4 separate regions of the Mus musculus genome follow, and all the other regions are linked to region 1. A link is a contact called in public promoter capture Hi-C data. All regions are on one chromosome and are shown on one strand. Each heading gives the region's core, a stretch centred on a gene start, on an enhancer-like site or on the middle of the called end of the contact. The rest is flanking DNA. Distances are from core to core; before and after follow the strand shown.

Region 1 (3,132 bases), core at 453-2,952:
TAAGCTCCCTTATCTGGTGTTTGAGACTGCCATCTATTCAGGAGAAGGTAACCAAAATAAAGTCCTGGTTATAAGGGGGTGGGAGGTCCAAAGGCACTGGATTAGGAGTTAGAGTGGCTCCCAAGATGGGAGTCATGAAACAAGAAGCAGAATAGGTTCAGAGCGCCTCTGTCTACAATAGAAAGACCAAATGTCAGCAGAAACCATCTCGAGCTGAACGTGTACTTAATGTCCCTGGCTGCTCCCACTGCTTAGCAACCCGGCGGCACAATGCAGCATAGTATGGATTGTTTACCCTCCTCATGGATTCCCTGTGTTGTCAAGCAACAAGAAGGAATATTTACCACACACTGCTAACCCAGGAAAAGATCCAAACTCAATGCGCCAGAACTGGAGAAAATGGTTCAGCGGTTAAGAGCACTTGCTGCTCTTAACAGAGGACACTTAGATTCCCAGCATCTACGTGGTAGCTCCCAACCGTCTGTAATTCCATTATCAGGGCATCCCACACCTTCTTATGGCCTCTGTGGCACCAGGCAAGCACATGATACAGATAGATATATTTGCAGGCAAACCACTTGTACACATTAAATAAATACATACATAAAAGGCAAATATAGCATAGACCTTAGACGAATACAGTTAACAGTGGGAGTTTGTAACCATCCTGGAATTCATGGTGAGACCTAAAAATAACAAAAACAAAACAAAAAGGAAAGAGTGCATTTAGAGACTCCTACCAAAAAAAAAAAAAAAACAAACAAACAAACAAAAAAAAAAACAAAAAAAAACGCTAATAAGAGTTTAGGAGAGGTGGCCCTGTCGCTGTCTTTCCAGGATTATCGTATCCGCCAGAAGCATGTCACAGAGACTGCACACATAGGGACAACTCAGCACAGAAAGCCTGAAGCCGAGGCATTCTAGATGCCACATTCTGAGGTGCATCTTTCAAAGCTTCCCTGCCTTTACCCAGAGAGCTACGTCGTCTCGGTAGCTTTACTATCCGGTCCAGTAGTTATACTGACCATAACTGTCTTTGTCTTTCAAATGTATATGTTCTAATGTGTCATCCCAGTGTTAACTTGCCTTTAAGGCCTGATAGTGGTGTTTTTGAGAACTGGCAAGAGCCATGTGAAAGGGCCTCGGGTTTCTCCTTATACTCGCTCGGCTCTTGATCTTTCTATGTTTGCAGAAGTCGGTGGAAAAAAAAAAAAAAAAGATTCCAAGAATCCCAACCGATAGGCACCTTACCCTGGGAAGAGCTGTGCGCTCCCAGTGGGCGGGGATTGGGGACGCGCGTGGCCCTTGGGCTTCAGTGGGGCCACTCCATCTTAGAAGCCAGTTTTTACAGTGAATGGAAACTTTTAAGTTTCTCAAAGCGGGGGGCGCCCTCTGATTCGGGAGCGGAGTGGAGATGACCGGAAAAGGCTTTCCCTGTGTTGGGGGGAGAGCACCCCACTCGGAGGCCCGGGTAGTTTCTAGGGACAGCGTCTTGGGTTGGGTATCCCTTCCAGGTCCGGCTCCTGGGCGCACGCAGGTCCGGACCCCTCGGCCTCCGCCCCGGGGAGAGCCCAGCCCAGGCTCCGGTCCCGCCGGCCTCGGAAGTCAGGGCGCGGCGAGGGCGAAGGGCGAAGGGCCAGCGGCTGCCTCGGCGTCCGCGTGTGGCGGGGGCCGTAGGGGGAGGACGCGGGCCGAGGGGGAGGGCGCACATCTCGGCGAAGTTCCCGGATGGTCGCAGCCTCCCGGCGCGGAGCGCTTTTCCTGCCCGCCCCGGCTCAGCCCTGCGGACCCAGAGAGAAGTTTCCCAGAAAAAAATGCCCCGCGCGCCGCGGGGCCGAGGAGCCGCCCGGAGCCGCTGCACGGTAAGGGAGCCGCGCCCCACCATGCAGGGCGCGTCCGGGGTGCACGGAGTTGGGGTGCAGACGGGCGGGTTGTCGGGGCCGCGTCCTCGGCGCCCAGGGGAGCGATCCCCGCTCAGGCCCGCGGTCCAGCCCGCGCGGGAGGAAGGGGCGGCGGCTGCCGGGGCTCGAGATGCCGCGATCCCCGCTGAGCGCTGCGGGGCTGCACCGACCCAGGACCGCCCGTGGACCCGATGGATCTAACCGCGGTCTCCCTGGGATGCCCGGGAACCGCATCTGCAACTCCATCTCCACCGAGGGCGGGTGACTTTGGAGTTTAGGGCTCCCAGAACTTGGCTCCAGTGCTCCCGGGCAGCCTGATCCCGGGTATGGGCGCGCTCTAGGTGCCTATGTCTGCTCCTGAAAGGGCGGCCAGCTCGGGTCAGGGCTTTGCGCCCGGGGCCTCTCCCTAAATCGTGGACCGCTTCCCTTCAGCCTTCATCTCCCGCTACTTTAGCATGCTTTTCTTTTCAAAGAAAGAACAGTGAAACTTAACTAGTGCAAGAGAAATCCAATAGGGATGACCCAGATCCTCGGTTTGTGGCTAGACTTTGAACTCAGATTAACAAAAGGTGTGTCTGTGTGGAACCTGGTTTGACTGGGTCTTGCTTAATCTCCAAGGAATATCCCCGGGCTATAGGCTCCTAACCCCTCAGGGTTTCTACAGTGAGCAGATTTGGTCTCTTTCTCTGAAAATCGCTAGTCTGTCTTGGATCTTCCTTGCCCTTCATCTCTCTGGTTCCTGAGCGGGCCTGCAGGTAGACCCACAGGGACAGCGGACACGTGTGCAGCCTGGGTAGGTTTTCTTTTAACAGCTTCCATATAATTTGAATACTGTATTTTCATTTGATAGATTTTTTTTTGCCTCCTCAAAAAATGCTTATTTCAATAATTGATAAATAACTTAAAAGTTTGTAGATCATGTTTTTGACTTCTTAAAGAGAGAAAGTCTTTCATAAACTATGGGCTCTCTGCTTCTTACAGTGCTCAGGGCACTGCCTTCTACCCTGATTACCTGCCAGTTGCGGTTCACCAGGCTGATCCTCTCAGAGGCATGGGGTGGTGTACACATATGTGTACAGATCGTACACATATCTGTGAGTGCCGGTTGCCGGCTGAAGAGAAGCTGCAGACTGGGTTTTCCAAGTGTTCTGGATCCGCTCAGCGACATCACCGTCTTCCCTGAGTAGCTTTTCTCTTTGGGAATCACATGAGCGCTTTTAGATTACGTGAT
Region 2 (3,132 bases), core at 192-2,691, 1.2 Mb before region 1:
AAACACAGGTAAAGTCCGTTTCCAAAACACAAGAGGGAGGACCGGTGGTGTCCACCAGTATATACTTATACTGATCATCAGTCTTAATAGTCTGTGGTAGAAGTGTAAAGGTAGAGTTTAATTTGTGGGGCAGCCTTCAGCTCCGTCTTCTTCCAGCCCCGAGACTTCCTTTTTGGGGTCTCCATCCTTTGCCTCCGGCCGGGACGCAGGAAACTTGTCTTTGTTGTTCTCCTTTTTCCATTTCATTCTCCTGTTCTGGAACCAGATTTTTACCTGTCTCTCCGTGAGGGCCAGAGTATGGGAGACCTCGATTCTCCTCTTCCTGGTCAGATAAGGGTTAAAAAGGAATTCCTTTTCCAACTCTAGGGTTTGGAAGCGACTGTAGGTTTGTCTTCCTCTCCGTCTACCAGGAGCTGCTGATTAAAAACAACAACAAAAAGGGGGGGGGGGAGGAAAATCAACGTTTTTTTGTTTTTTAATGGTTGATTCTCTGAATGCTGTTGGAGTTTTCTGGAACGGGCTTAAGAGGTGAAATACACAGTGGTCTTTAATTCTCATACAGATATAGGGTGTGAGGCAAGAGAGGCAGAGACAAGCTCTTCACAATTATTCTGCCCCCGTCTTTACACACTTTTAAAAAGTCTGTATTAGTTTTTGTACAAGAGCCACATTGGCTACACCAGAAGGAAAAGGAAGGGGAGAGGGAAAGGACAGGGGAGTTTTAAAGCTAGAACGTGAGATGAAAGCAGATTTCTCCCTTTCTCCCCTCCTTAAAAAAAAAAAAAAAAAAAAAAAAATAGCGCATCCCAACCTTGTGGTCTCATCCAGGGAAACATTTGAGAAGGAGACGAGCTCTGATTTAAGTGGTCTGGGTCCTCGCCAATATTACCACTGGACGATTTACAGTCAGGATATTGTACCAGCTCGGCCTCTTGCTGGGTCGTAAAAATCGGCTGTCTCTGTAAGTTATCGTATCCGTAAAACTTCGCGGGCTCCCCGTGACAGGCAATCCCGCCGCAGGGGGGAGGCGGCGGCGGAGGCGGAGGGTGCGGAGGAGGTGGGGCGGCCTGGTAGGCAGCGGTCGGGCTGCCCGCGCCGGCGTGGAAGTAGTCCTGGCCGGGCCCCGGGCCGCCCCCTCCGCCGCACCCGGGCGGCGGCGACGGGTGCGGGTGCGGGTGCGGGTGCGCGTGCGGGAAGCCGGCGGCGCTGTTGCCATAGAGCTGCAGGGCGGCGGCGTGGCGGCCGCTGACCTCGGGTGCAAAATGACAGTCGTAGTAAGTGGGATTGATGGCCTCGCCCGCCGCGGCCGCCGCAGCCGCCGCCGCCGCCGCGGCCGCCGCCTTGTACTTGGAGTACAGCGGGTTCACGAAGTACGAGCTCATCGGGGCGGCGGCCGCCGGCGGCGCGGAGCCGGTAAGGGGCGCGCCTCAGCTCGGTCGCGCCGCCGCGGGGGCCTCTGGGGCGGCTCACTCGAGCCCGCGGGGGCCGCCGGGCCTCGTCGCCCGGCGAGCGCTTCCCCCGCCCCGCTCAGGCTCGACCGTCCGGCCGCCGGCCGCTCATGCCTGGCTCTCGCGCCTCCGTCTCGGCCTCGCGCCGCCTCCCTCGCGGGCCACGCGGCCTCGCCCGCCCCCGCGCGCTGCTGCCGCCGCCTCCGCCCCGCGGGCCTCTCCCGGCGCGCGCCTGCTGGGCCGCAGTGGAACCGCGGACGCCCGGGCGACCTGCCCCGCGGCCTCCAGTTTCCTCTCCGGCTCCAGGCGGCCCTAGCGCACCCGGACCAGGGGAAAAAAAAAAAAAAAAAGAGTGCGCGCGGCCCACGGGGGAGACGCTTAGGCTGGGGCTGCCGAGCCCCCGCTCTGCAGGGAGACGAAAAGAGAACACACCCTCTGCCCGGTGCCACCTCTCACCTCAGCCCTCCCCCCCGCCGCCCCCTCCCAGCGCTGTCGCCGCCGCCGCCGAGGCTGCCGCCCCGGTGCGCGCCGGCGAGGCATTTTCGCGCCCCGCCACTGCGAGGAGAGGGAGCGAGATGGGGGGCGAGATAACCGCGCGGAGGGATCCCGCCGGCGGCGAAGCGGCCCCTGCGCCGGACGGGACGCCGCACGCCGGCCCCGGGATGCCTCCGCCAGCCTTAAAGGGGGCCCATAAAGCCGCACTGCCAAGGGCTCGCGGGGGGCCCCCCGGGTCCGCAGAGAGGGGGCGCGGCCGAACCTTAGCCTTGGGCCAGGCGGGGTGGTCACTCCCAGGAGGCCTCGGAGCAGACGGTCTCTCCTCCAGCAAGGCTCCTGGATCTGCCCAGCAGAGACTGGCTGTGGCTTTTTTTTTTTTCCTTTTTCTTTTTGCATTTCTTACTGTGGACGAGCGAGGTTGACGGATTGATTGGTCCTTGCATTTGTTTGGGCCTAGCTAAGTGGTTTTGATTAAAAAGCCACAATCCAGCCTCCGAATCCTGACCTTATCAAAGCGAATCAAAGTCCTGCTTTTTCCAGCCAAGCAGGCCCTGTGGAAATGAGATGTACATTTACCCTTGACGCACTGCATGCCTGGTTGAGGCTCCCAGGTTAATTGATATTTAATGGAAATCATGCCCATGAATATAGTTTCCATCATTTCACCCTTGATAGACGTCAGTGTTGGCCACAGGGAGGGAGGGGGAGGCGAGAGAATGTGGGAAGGGGACATGAGTGTCGCTGAGAGAGTGAAGAGAAGAGTGGCAGAAACGTTCCCAGTGGGAAGAAGGAATCATGCCGGGGTGGGTGGCATTTCCTAGGGCAGGGCGCAGGGCTCCCGGGTCCCAACCCAGGCGCCCAGACTCGGGCGGGCTGTGGTCCCGGGTGGAGCGCGGCGGGGGCCGGGGGATGGGGCAGGAGAAATTGAATTCCTCAGTCCGCTTTCGGACCGTGCTGGTTCCAGGCAGCTGCAGGCAGACCTTCCCTGTCCTGTGCTTAACGACCTTAGCTCACACACCACTGGGAAAGAACTGCCAGAGACTGGATGCAGGCCTTAGCATAAACTTGATTTTCCCGAGAGAAATAAAGAGAAGGCTCGGAAGTCAAGAGAAGCCTGGTTTGTGGGCGTTAAGGAAGAGACGCAGTGTCATCTGCAGAAGTCCAGGATTAGCATCTTCTGGACTAGGCA
Region 3 (3,132 bases), core at 183-2,682, 1.1 Mb before region 1:
TCATTATGACTATCAAAGTTATCGCCAAGAGGCTCAGCCTCCAGCCTCAGGCGGGAAGGAGAAGAGGCAAGGCTGGTTGGAGACTCTCTGTGCCCCCAGTCAGCACCAGGAACACCGGGGGCCACAGGTAAGGGCCTAGGGTGGAGGAGGGGGAGGATGGAGAAGTGGAAGAAGAACAAAGTGGGAAAGGAAGGGAGGCAGCAGGAGATTCCATTCCCTCCACTTTGACCCCCAAAACCCAGTTACTTCACCACGAATTCCTCTATTTGAGAAGGGTGGGAGAAAGCCGGCAATTTTAAAAAGTGGGTTCTGTGATGGGGAGCTATGGTACGGTAAATCATGATTGTGTTTAAAGTTAGCTGTCAATTTCTACTATCAGATCCTCCAGTCTAGTTTATTTCCCCTAAGGGAGAATGCGAGGGTGAGAAGCTTATCCATCAGAGGATTATAAAACAAAAAATCTAAGGTCTTCGAGTTCAGAAGTTAGCCTGCAAGCAGTGGTAGAAAATAAGAGAAGATGTAATGATTTCCACTTGGAGGCACGGCACGGGTCCTGTGTACCTCCTCAGCCACGTAGCAAGAAAGCATTTTCAAAAGTCTACAAGATATATTCTCTCTCTCTCTCTCTCTCTCTCTCTCTCTCTCTCTCTCTCTCTCTCTCTGTGTGTGTGTGTGTGTTGGAGGGGAGAATCAAGACTGAGAGGAAAAAGTAAGGAGAGAGAAAGAACTCAGAATTCTATTTGTTAAATAAAATACTCATTATTAATATTTGGTTCTTAAAACAGAAAGATAAGTAATCCTGACAGGAGTGGGCGCGAGGTCTTCTTACGCAACTCTTCCTGTATCCTCCCCTTTACCCGCCCCCCTTACGCCCCCAGCTTGTAAATGTTAAGGCAAAACAAAACAAAACAAAACAAAACAAAAACTTCTCAAGAATCTACCCTGGAAAAATCAAAGCATTATCTATTATTTAACACGTATCTGTGTTCGTGGAGAAATGAGGAAGGCGCTGCATGATTAGGACCTAAGGGGCAACCCAGCAAACTGAGAGCGTAATGATGCCCCTAAATGAAGGGGGAAATGCGCCGCGGCGTGCTCTATTAATCAGACTGTCAATTTCACCCCCGAGGCCAAACCCCCGGGCGAGCAGAACTGGCTGGGAGCGGGCAAAGGACCGGAGCCTTCTTCCTCACTTCTCGTGTCTTCTCGTCTCCTACCTGGATCTATTTGTCTGCTCTGAAGTCGCCTTCATTACCCACTGACAGGAGCGTGTATTTATTTGCTTATAAACCTGTTACAATAAATGATTATTCGAACGGCGTCATTCGTACCTTAATGACGAGCGGGCGCTACTTTTTGATGAATGACATCTCCGACTCGGAAGGATGTATGGGTCATTTTGACCAGTCATTCCCTCGCTCTGGCATCCCACAATTTTTTCCGCCTCCCTCCAAAAGAGATAATAATATTTAGAGCCGCTTGCTGGGGCTGAATGAGAATCAGCCCTGGGCGCAGCCCATCATTAAGACGGGACAGCCAGGCCACTGTGACATTTTTTAGAAAGCTGAGATGATGGAAAGAATAAGAAAAGAGATGATTCTGATGGAAAGAGGGCTCCACAGCCCTACTGCTGGCAAGAGGTTCTCCAGTTTGTCCGATTCAGCTGGCGGTGCTGTGCTCGAGGCCCTGGAAAATTCGCAGCACCCGGCTCGCCTCAGTCCGCGCCTGCCGTCCGCCCCGCTGCACGGAGCTCTGGGAGACCTCCCCGCCAAAGGCAAATTCGAAATAGACACTTTGTTCAACCTGCAGCACCCGAGCAGCGAAAGCACCGTCTCCTCCGAAATTGCCTCCGCTACCGAGAGCCGCAAGAAGCCTAGTCATTATTCCGAAGCGGCCGCCGAGGCCGACATGAGCAGCGACGTGGAGGTGGGCTGCTCCGCACTGCGCTCCCCCAGCGGCCTGGGCGCTGCACCGCTCAAGGAAAACAATGCCAAAGGTAACCGGGTACCCGCAGACTCCAGCCTCATCCTCTGGGCTCTCTCGAGGGCCTGGCCAGCCCTTTCCACACCTTAGCGGGTCTCTGACTCTTAACTAAAGTGCTTCACAGAGCTGGCAGGGGCAGGGGAGGGATGCATACTAAAAACTGGTCCCTCTGGCTCTGTTCTTTGAGCATCCCAGCACAGCCCGGGCCTGTGGAGCCTAGGGAGCCAGGCCCAAGCGCCCAGGCTCCTGCCTGAATCGAAGCAAATGTTTCGCTTGCCGATCTAAGAGCTGGGGCGTAAGAGCTGGGGCGAGGCGACACAGCGCTGCTAGCCCGGGTGGCTTAGTTGCTTTTTGGGAAGGGTGCCCTGGACAGGAGCTCCGAACTCAGTTGCTTCTGGAGCCCCCAGGGCCGGGTAGAGGGGACACTCCTCTGGATAAGTCTGAGACAGAGAGTCTGGCCTCGCACCTCTGCTCAACCGCTTAAGTCAGCGGACAGAAAAGAGTTTGAAAAGTGGGCGCCTCCTTCCCTTTACTGGCTTGAGCTTGAGCTGCAAATGCTTTGAAAATCCTAAGATATTTTAACCCCAAAGGCTGTCAAAGAAAGATTGGAAGCCGCATAAAGAGCTGCCCTATGGTTCCTAGACTGTCAAACCCACAGCTTCTTAAACTGGTTCCAAGGTAGGCATTCTTCCCCAGCAAATTTTCCTACCGAGTGGTAATTTTCTAATTATTGGAAAAAGAACAACCTTTTCAAATTCTGTTTCTATTATTTGGTTAGGAAGGGCTCCCCAAACTTCATTGATTTCATTAACGGCAGCAATTTGTAAGCCTGACAGATCCCATCAATTTTGACAGCGACTTTCCTTCTCAAAGCCTCTTTTGCCACCAGCTAGCAACCCCAACTCAGGGTTCTCGGTCCCTACAACTACTCATGAGCTGTGAACTGTTTGTTTGCTAGGGTACACGGAGAGCGGCTCCGTCGCGGGCACCACGACGTCGGCTTCCGGCTCGGGCCTCGGTAGTCTGCATGGAGGCGGCGGCGGCGGCAATAGCGGGGCTGCGGCGTTGGGCGGCTCTGGCTCCGGTTCCGGCGCCGATCAGGTGCGGCGATACCGTACGGCATTCACCCGCGAACAGATCGCGCGCCTG
Region 4 (3,132 bases), core at 402-2,901, 1.0 Mb before region 1:
CCTGGGCCTTGTATACACTAGATAAGCTTACTACCATCTAGCCATATCCTCGGTGGATATCCTCTCCATTTATAAGACAAATATAAATATAGTGCTGTCTTTAGCACTATACATATTTTTCTACTTTGTTTCCTCACTTGAAAAATACTTGGGAAGATTTGAGAGATGATTTAGACTTTATGTTTCCCTTTCAAACCTGGCTAGGCTAACATTTTTTCTCATGTGATTTCCCTAGAAACTTTTTTTTCAGGATTAGATCTTTTAGAATCTTTGCCTCTAGCTAGCTCTCTTCTCTCTGTCCTGTTTTATTTTTAAACTCCCTGATAGCTCAATGAAAAACCCTAGGACAAGTATTAGCAAGAGTCAAAAACAAAACAAAACACAACAACAACAACAAAAACAAACAAAACTTTCCTGTTCCCTTTAGGAAAGATCTGAGACAAGAGGCAGCACGAGTTTTATGTTCTTAGAAACTACCAAGGCTGGGAAATAAAATGGCTAATTTTCCAAATAAAAACTGGTGAAATGTCTGTTTACTTTCTTCCACATTGGTGAGGCGATACATGGCACACTAAAGTTTAGCTCTCTCCTATTCTTTTAAGTTTACAAAGCTGTAACTGAAGATCTTAGAATTTAGGGGATTATCTTACAAAGTAGATACTATGTCTATGCCTTCTTCTCTGCTGGTGTTGTCAGTGTAAACATAGCATATTATTATATCTATTGCACTTTGAAAATCAGAAACATTTTCTTCCTTAACTAAAGAAGAAAAACCCGTAAAAGTGATTGAACACAGAACATAAAAGCTTTTGTTGAAGTTTCCCTCCTAATTTTGCCTATGGAGCGCCCCCACCCCTCCCATTGAAGTTTTGTTATTGATACTTGCAGTTGACTGGAATACAGCCTTCTTTAGGTCGTTTTCAATTCTTAGGGAAATACAGCACTACTGTTTAAGGGGCCCCAGTTATTCAGAGGTTTTGGAGATTGTTAAGAGTGTAATTTTGGAAAGCTCAGCCTTTGTTGCTACCCCTTAGCTTGAAAAGACCATCCTTATCATTTCAAGTTCTTCTCATGCTGGTGAGATAAGCGCGTAGTCATGAAAGGACCCTTTTTGACGTCCAAGAGCAACAGAAACAAGCCTAAAGCCCTCATGGGGTATGGCCAGGAGGTGTTATGTATGATGTCTGTCTGTCTCTCTCCACTTGCTTGGCTGGGATGGCTTCTGAGCTATGCAATGTAAACTTTTTTGCTGCCTTCTGGATGACAGCTGATCTGGGATCTCAGGTACCCTCTCTTTTCCAGACACACAGGTCTCGACCTTCAACGTCCCTCCCCTTTGTCCTCCCCACTCTTCTCTCGCTCAGAAGGTCTGGGACAATCAGGATCAGTTTCTTTTCTTGGCGAGACTGGGGCGTGGGAGTTGTTCATGAGAAAAGGAGGCAGAACTAGTAAGAGTCAGTCGGAACCGCCCTACCCTGTGGTGCCCCGAGGACCGACAGCCTACACTAGCGCGGAGGATACTCAGCCTAAATCCTCCTGCCACACCCGCCGCTCTGAGGCACCAACGGCTGGGCCGGCCGGATCACGTGATGGGGGAGCGGCGCGCGCCGGCTGCAGCGCCCATTGGCTGGCGGCAGGAGCGCGGGGTTTGATGGGAAGGCATTGGCCGGGCCCAGCGCTCTATCTGTAGGTGCTGCTGCCTGCTCCAGAGGCTCTACGCGGTGGCGACCCAGGCTTCCCCGAGTGGACGCCCAGGCCGAGCGGCGCCCGCTTTTCTCAGGTAGGACTGTGAAGGGAGGGCCGCGTAGACGGAGGCGCTCCGGACAGCGGGAACCAGTCTCCGGGTTCCTCGGCGCGCCGGCCCGGGTGCCTCCGCCCCTGCCAAGTGGCCTAGAGCTTGGTGGCGGCTGGGGAACACGCCGCGGGGCTGCTGCCCTCCGTACACTGTTGCCGCCTTCTCTCGTGGATCGCCCTGAACAGCGGCCCGAGCGGCTCCGGAGCGCACGAGACCCGGCTCTGCCTCCCCTGAGGCCGGTGTTCTTTCCGGGTATGTTCTCAGGGATTCCGCGCAGTGGCTGTTTAGAGCCCGAGCCCTTGGGCCCCCCCTGTGTTAAGAAGTGTCAGAAGGTCCCAGAGAGCACATCCCTAGCTGAAATATCCACCCTGAGAGCCCCGATCACCTCCGCGTCCACCTGAGCTGGCACGACGGGAAGGTCTGAAAACTGTCAGTGTCATGCTGCTCCGTCCGCGTGTGGGCGTGGATTGTGAGCGACTTAGAGGAGCTGCTCCACAACCATTGTCCTTACTTATTGGAGGGACAGCGACCAGTCTGAGGGGTGGGGTAGGACGAAGGTGCGTGGTGACAGGAGCGACCCGGGAAAAGCAACTCCAAGGGGCATCAGTAGGTTTAATTCTTTGATGGTGTGTTTGCGGACGGAGAGTTCGGATTGGTGAATTTATTTCTGCGTGCAGTTTTAAGCAACACCTGCGACTCACTGAGTTTTCAGTGTTCTGTTCTTACTTTTTGGTTTCTGGTTTGTGGTGCTTAGAGCCTATTGTTTTCTGTCTCTGTGGCCTCAGTCTTAGCGTTGACAACATTGTCTAGAGGTGTGATGGATGTGAGTAAATTTAGTTACAGGCATATATATGTTCAAGCTGGCAGGCAGGGCTAATACCTAGTTCCCAAAGGTCTCCATAGTGCCTTCTTAGAAGAACAAAGTTGATTTCGAATACGAACCTTAAGCAAGAGTGGTTCATTTAAAAGTGAAGTTTTAAAAAGTTCCTTGACATCTATTGGGGTCACCATAGTAATGATGTTAATAAATGTTTATGGTGTTTATATGTTGGAAGAATGCTTGGATAGGTGACTCTAATAAAGGTATGAGTTCATATAGAAATCTCCCTGTCAGTCTTTTTTATTTTTAATTTTTATATTTATTTATTTTGTGGTGGTCATCTCATATTAAAAGTGCTTTTAGAAGTGTGCTTACCATTTTTTTTTTTTTTTTTTTTGGGCAATAAACCTGGTGTAAGATATTTCAGAGTTGCCTATTTGGACATTTGAAAGCGATTTCGAACAAATCACATTTAAACCCAAATTGTGTAGTATAATGTGGAGATGCTGTTAAAGGT

Evidence for each region. Promoter capture Hi-C pulls out the DNA fragments that hold promoters and counts their contacts.
Region 2: a promoter capture Hi-C map of liver shows a contact between it and region 1, with 2.0 times the contacts expected there. The contact joins the promoter of Hoxd8 here to the promoter of Wipf1 in region 1. A contact is called at or near these places in 5 of 39 promoter capture datasets (3T3-L1-derived adipocytes, embryonic stem cells, liver and 1 more) and 1 of 9 other capture datasets (adipose tissue).
Region 3: a contact with region 1 is called in a promoter capture Hi-C map of hippocampal neurons, with 13 times the contacts expected there. The contact joins the promoter of Evx2 here to the promoter of Wipf1 in region 1. A contact is called at or near these places in 17 of 39 promoter capture datasets (the 3T3-L1 cell line, 3T3-L1-derived adipocytes, the C10 cell line and 10 more), 4 of 484 Hi-C or Micro-C datasets (cortical neurons, embryonic stem cells and myocytes), 10 of 115 datasets of contacts at active chromatin or transcription factors (craniofacial prominence, embryonic forebrain, embryonic stem cells and 3 more) and 3 of 9 other capture datasets (embryonic stem cells, embryonic tail and embryonic trunk).
Region 4: a promoter capture Hi-C map of hippocampal neurons shows a contact between it and region 1, with 7 times the contacts expected there. The contact joins the promoter of Lnpk here to the promoter of Wipf1 in region 1. A contact is called at or near these places in 8 of 39 promoter capture datasets (the 3T3-L1 cell line, 3T3-L1-derived adipocytes, the C10 cell line and 4 more), 4 of 115 datasets of contacts at active chromatin or transcription factors (the 230-238 cell line, embryonic stem cells, large pre-B cells and 1 more) and 2 of 9 other capture datasets (embryonic stem cells and liver).

What each region holds. Positions count from the first base shown.
Region 1 is chr2:73,528,057-73,531,188 of GRCm38.p6, reverse strand. It overlaps Wipf1 (WAS/WASL interacting protein family, member 1), which reads left to right and starts at 1,702. Exons shown (of 8, transcript NM_153138.4): 1 at 1,702-1,862.
Region 2 is chr2:74,703,798-74,706,929 of GRCm38.p6, reverse strand. It overlaps Hoxd8 (homeobox D8), which reads right to left and starts at 1,441. Exons shown (of 2, transcript NM_008276.3): 1 at 812-1,441; 2 at 1-416. The coding sequence starts at 1,382. The coding sequence ends at 118. The region is part of intron 1 of Gm38462 (predicted gene, 38462); the gene reads left to right.
Region 3 is chr2:74,657,857-74,660,988 of GRCm38.p6, reverse strand. It overlaps Evx2 (even-skipped homeobox 2), which reads left to right and starts at 1,432. Exons shown (of 3, transcript NM_007967.3): 1 at 1,432-1,996; 2 at 2,942-3,132. The coding sequence starts at 1,570.
Region 4 is chr2:74,577,467-74,580,598 of GRCm38.p6, reverse strand. Lnpk (lunapark, ER junction formation factor) reads left to right here and starts at 1,651. Exons shown (of 13, transcript NM_027133.3): 1 at 1,651-1,780. It overlaps 4930445N08Rik (RIKEN cDNA 4930445N08 gene), which reads right to left and starts at 1,555. Exons shown (of 2, transcript NR_166470.1): 1 at 1,475-1,555.